2 separate regions of the Canis lupus genome follow, and region 2 is linked to region 1. Evidence: chromatin contacts called from public Hi-C data. All regions are on one chromosome and are shown on one strand. The core of a region is the stretch at or near the end of the contact, and the rest is flanking DNA. Distances in the headings are between cores, read along the strand shown. Region 1 overlaps TCP11L2 (T-complex protein 11-like protein 2). Region 2 has its middle 16 kb from the start of CKAP4.

Region 1 (2,801 bases), core at 211-2,710:
TCTATATGGCTTAGTTAGAGTTCAGTCTGTGTCACTGGCACTAGTTTCCCCACCTCTACTCTTCAACACTGCCTTCCTTTGGGCTGGCTGTCATCACAGATAGGCTCTTTTCTATCATGGCAAGACAGCTTCAGCTCCAGCCTGTATCTTTCCACATTGCAGTCAAGTGAAAAACAAGGTATTGGCTTTACTGTTAACCCAAATAATGACCCCAGAATTGAGCCTCATTGGCTCCAGTTGGCATGGCTGTAGGTCAAAACACATTCTTGAATCAGTCATGGTGGCCAGAGGGGAAGGAACTGGAGCTTGAGATGTATGTTCAGTTCCTGGAGCCAGAGTGAGTCTGCTTTCCCTGCAGCACCTGGTCTGAGAGAGAGGAGATGATTTCCCCCAGACCAAATTGGGGTGCTGTGGCCAGAAGGAGGGGGAGAGGGTGATGTGGGGCACAAAGCAAGTGTCTGCTGCAGAGAGTGAGGAATAAAGACCAGAAGGAGGAGAAGAGGAATGGGACCTATGGCTAATCTGCAAGTTTTCAATGTACAACACTGACTTCCCTAAGAGTACAAAGGCTTGTCATTATTTTTTTGAGGCTCTCACATAGTTTCTCTCATCCTTACCCCTGGGGACATGGAATGCTGGAGATTTAGGCCACTAAAAGCTCAAGGCTTTAACTGCTTCCCAGAAAGGAGTAGTGCCAGTGTGCAGCACTGTGGGCTTCTTAGAGGTGACCCTGGACGACAGTGACAAACACAGCATAGCTGCAGCCCCCTGGAACTAAGCCCTTCCCTGCATGCCTTCGCTGCCTACGCCTTTGTGTCCTCACAGCCTGTGGTCTCCAGCAGGGCAGCCCATACCTGGGAGGAGGAGGGGCAGACTGTCTGCAGTCTCTACCACACACCACTAGCCCCACTAGTGTGCAAGCCTCATGAGGATAGAATGCATGTTTCTCTGCTATATCCCTGTACCAGGCTGGACCCACAGCATGGCATTTAGTAAATACAGCCGACCCTTAAGCAATATGTGTTTGAACTGCTCAGGTCCCTTACATGCAGATTTTCTTTGATACAGTACTGTAAATGTGTTTTCTCTTCCTTATGATTTTCTTAATAACACTTTGTCTTCTCTAGCCTATTATAAGAATGAAATACATAAAATATGTGTTAATTAACTGCTTATGTTCTCAGTAAGGCTTCTGGTCAACAGTAGGCTATTAGTAGTCAGGCTTTTGGGGAGCCAAAAAGTTCTATGTAAGTTTTTGACTGTATGAGAGCAGTCAGTGCCCCTCACCTCCATGTTGTTCAAGGATCAACTGTATTTGTAGAAGGGGTGAGCACATCAGAGACTTAGCTGGGTAAGTAACTCATATAACCAGCTGGTTGCAGACTAGGGACTCTCAATGAGTCAGACTCCAGAGCTCATATTCTTAACTACTCCCAGTGGGCACTGTAGTCAGAACTGGAGCCCTGCTGTGGGTTGGCACGGTGGCAGGAGCATTCGGGTGTCTTCTGTGCCCTTGCTGTGGTTAAGGGAAATATTTGTAATTCAGAGGGAAGTTGGGATGCCCCACCTGGATGCACCACCCCATGGTGGCCTCTTAAAATCCCATAAAGCACTTTTTTTTTTTCACCCAGCTATTCCCAGTCCAACTTTCCTGCTCTTTTGCAAACTGAAAGCATTTTTAACCTCATTCAAAGTATCGTTGCCTAGAAACTCAAATGACTCACTTGAGTGGCCCTCCCGAACGACTCTGGAAGCCAAGGGCACGCCTTTGGCAGGGACTCAGTTTGGCTGCTCCTAACTGGACAAATGCTTCTGTCATTTTAGTCTTGGCCTAAAAACCGACTCGTCCACAGAGGAGACAGAACCACTTGTCAGCATAATAACAGTTTTGAAAGAGTTTCTTTCTTTAAACAATCTTGCAGGAAGGTGTTGGACCATATCTGTGATAAAAACAGACCTGGGCTCCAGAGAGTAGGCAACCAGTCTAACGGGAAATTTAGTACACAATTGACTCTTAATTTTCTGCTTGCAGAAGAGTTGGAGTAAATTAAGCTCTTAGAGGAACCCAGAGGCATAAGAAGGACCAGTTAGCCTTGGTTTTCTTTCCCTCTTTCTGGTACCCATAGTCTGCCACCTTTTGTTCTTGATGGATGTGCTGTTTATTTACAATGGGAGTATAACTCCCACTGTGTTCTTAGCCTTTTAAGATAACTAGAAAAGTTTTCTTTCAAACCAGCTTTTTTTCAAATGCATATGAGAAAACCAGGGGAAAATTATTTTTTAGATTACCTGCTTTGTAGATTATTTGTGTGCTTGTAGCTATCAGTTTTTTAAAAGTAATTTTCAATTGTATAAGTGATACATACACAAATGATTTCTTCTTGTTTCCATATTACAGGTGAGGCCAAGTTCTCTTTGCCCACCCCATTCCTCCCTGACTCTCTTGTTTTCAATTGGACGTAGTCACCTTTATTGAACTTTTTCATTCCATTCTTACTTCATTTCAGTTCAGTTCAGTGATGTGTCTTCCACATGTGAGGCCAGGGATATAAAGATAAAAAAAAAGACACAGCCCTCATCCTCAGGGAACTCCTTGTCTTAGAAGGGAGAAAGACACATGTTCTTAAGTAACAGTAATATGGCGTGATTGTCTGATGGATGTTAGGGAAAGCCACAGAAAGGAGGTAACTTTAGGTTTGTCATTGAAGGATCTTTTAGACTTTGGGCAGAGGTGAGGTGAGAGGGAAGGGTTGTCTCGCAAGAGAAAATAGTTGTGGCTAAGACAAGGACATATGACATTG
Region 2 (2,801 bases), core at 78-2,577, 83 kb before region 1:
AATGGTCCATTTTTAAGTCATATTTACTGAACACCTTCTTATTGGGCACTGTTCTAAGCACCTTGGATGTAATAACTATTTGAGCCTTAGCCAACTCTATGAGGTAGGTGGTATCATTAGCATTATCCCCATGTATAAAGGGAAACTGAGGCATAGGAGCTTCCATAACTTTCCCTACATCAGATGGAAAGTGATATGGCTGGGATGTGGACTCACTCTGGCTCCAGAACCTAATTTCTTAGCCTCCAATATTATATACACAGTACAAGTATATAAAGTTGTGTCCTTGGACATTATGGGGTGCCGATTTTTATCTCTATGGGAAAGGAAGTATGATTTCTAGTGGACAGAGAACAGTCAATAGAGATAAACAGGTGTGAGTCTGAATCCTGATCCTACTAGCTGTGTGAACTCAGGGCAAGTTAATGAAGCTTTCTTAGCTACAGTGACTGGCTAGCAAATCAGAGATGGCCATTCTTACTCCCTAAAATAATTGCCAGGGTTAAGTGAGGTAATATGTATTTGATTTGACTCATGATATAAAACACAGATACACAATTATGGGTGGCTACTGCTGAAGTTAATAACTAAGCACGCGACACTGGACTGAGCTGCTCTAAGGGTCAGTTCCTGCCTTTCTGAACTAGCTGGACATGGAAAGGATAAAGGGTCTTAAGACACTCTAAGCTTCTACTAACAAAAGATTCAGATCAACAAAACCCTTTATCATTGTCTAAGTTTTCAGAGGGAGCTAATTAGAGGGAGAGTATTCATATAACAAAGGTGTTTATATCACATATTAATACACTCATTGGTCTTTTTTTATTTTTTTAAGATTTTATTTATTTATTCATGAGAGAGAGAGAGAGACAGAGACACAGACAGAGGGAGAAGCAGGCTGCATGCAGGGAGCCCGATGTGGGACTCAACCCCGATCTGGGAGTCCAGGATCACGCCCCGGGCTGAAGGCTGCGCTAAACTGCTGAGCCACCCGGGCTGCCCTCGTTGGTCTTTAAATCGTGGATTTTCAGGGCTCTTGGCTGGCTCAGTCGGTAGAGGATGTGACTCTGGATCTCAGGGTCGTGGGTCCAAGGCCAACATGGGGCATGGAGCCTACTTAAAAAATAATAGTGGATTTTCTTGGTATATTTCAATGGTACGACTAGATCCCATCCCTCCTTTGTGAAATACAATGGCTAAAAAGGAAAAAAAGAAATCAGTGTTCCCAACTGAGACACCAGATGGCGCTGAGTCCTCGCTTCGAGCGGCATCTGCGACCCACGCGGCCTGACCCGCGGGCGGGGCTACTCCCCAGCTCACAGGTAGAGAGTTTGAGAACCACCCCCGATCGCTTGCTGGTGCAGCCAGGCCTCTTGCGAGGGCAGACAGACTTCATAAGAGGTTATGCGAGATGTCAGTCCAGCCTGACTCTCCCCTGCCACGCATCTAACAAATCCCGTTCCGCACCCCAATAAGAAAGAAAACCCTGTGGGTGCCAGACTCTAATGGGATCTAGGAATACAGCCTTGGTTAAGACAGAAGTCATCTTCATCCCCCCCTCCCCCGGGTCTGCCACGATTTAGTCCTTCTTCCCTCGGGGAGAGTTCCTACTCGCGGAAAGCTCCCAAAGAATCCCGCACAATGAGAAAGTCAAAGAGAGTTGCAGCTGGGAGAGAAGTTGGAGATCATGGCATCACTGCACGTCTCCCTTCACAGACTGGAGGACGGACAGGGGCCCAGAGACAGAAGGCAACCAGAACTAGGACCAGCTTCCTGATGCCAGGTGCTTTTCCTCCCTGCCTGCCGGCTTCCAACAACGGGGACTCTCCCAACACCAGCCAACCAGGACCATGCCAGCAAGTGAGAAAGACCGAGGCTCCTGAGTGGGGTTTTTAAAGATTTTATTGATTTATTCACGAGGGACACACACACAGAGGCAGAGACAAGGCAGAGGGAGAAGCAGGCTCCCTGCGGGAAGCCGGAGATGGGACTCGATCCCAGGACCCCGGGATCACGCCCTGAGCCGAAGGCAGATGCTCCACCGCGGAGACACCCAGGAGTCCCGCTTCTGCATTTCTAGGAGTGACTCGGAGGGCACCAGGGCACAGGCCGGATTGCTAACAGGCGTTTCAACAGAACATTACCAGGTATTTAAACACAGATCGGTCGGGTTTCCCCACCACGTTGCCCAACAGGTGTTGCCCCGGGTGCTGGGCGCACACGCTCAGCAGGAGGAGGGCCGCCCCCCTGCGCTCGGCGAGCTCGCGGCCCCGGCCCCGGCCCCCGGGCGCTCTGCGGTGACCCTGTGCTTGCTCCCGGCGTTTCGCAAATGTGCTTGGGCCGGGGGTGGAGCCTAAGCAAATCTGCGGGGAGAAGAGAAGGAAATCGTGGGCTCCATCTCCCAGTGTGTGAGCTGGGGCGGTGGGAGGGGTGGCCTCTTCCTGAGATTCAGTCTTCCCGTTGGTAAAACAAGGGTGTTAGGTTGGAGCCCGTTTGCAGCCTTAGGTGTCTGAGAGCCACCACCTGGCCCTTCAGGTATCCCTGTTAGGGAAAGGAGTTACTCCTGCTGAAACAAAGCCCGGCATGAAGTTCCCCGAGGTCATCGTCCCGTGTTCTGACCTATGTTATTTTAAACAATAAAAATACTAGTTTTTCGGGTGGCTCAGACGGTTGGGCTTCCGACGCTTGATTTCAGCCCAGGCCGTGATCTCAGGGTGGTGAGACCCAGCCCCGTGTTGGACTCTGAGCTCAGCACGCAGTCGGCTTGAGATTCTCTCCTTTTGCCTCTGCCCTTCCCCCGA

What was found. A called contact is a pair of places that touch in the nucleus more often than the background predicts.
Region 2: a Hi-C map of skin fibroblasts shows a contact between it and region 1, with 2.9 times the contacts expected there. The contact joins two enhancer-like sites. A contact is called at or near these places in 5 of 9 Hi-C or Micro-C datasets (amygdala, blood, liver and 1 more).

What each region holds. Positions count from the first base shown.
Region 1 is chr10:33,374,255-33,377,055 of UU_Cfam_GSD_1.0, reverse strand. All of the region lies in intron 10 of TCP11L2 (T-complex protein 11-like protein 2), which reads left to right. Among named protein-coding and RNA genes, the nearest start is that of POLR3B, 13 kb to the right of the region's middle. Within about 2 kb of position 1,460, at least 9 of the 20 cell types and tissues checked have an H3K27ac peak or open chromatin away from gene starts, as enhancers often do.
Region 2 is chr10:33,457,402-33,460,202 of UU_Cfam_GSD_1.0, reverse strand. No RefSeq gene overlaps it. Among named protein-coding and RNA genes, the nearest start is that of CKAP4, 16 kb to the right of the region's middle. Within about 2 kb of position 1,327, at least 3 of the 20 cell types and tissues checked have an H3K27ac peak or open chromatin away from gene starts, as enhancers often do.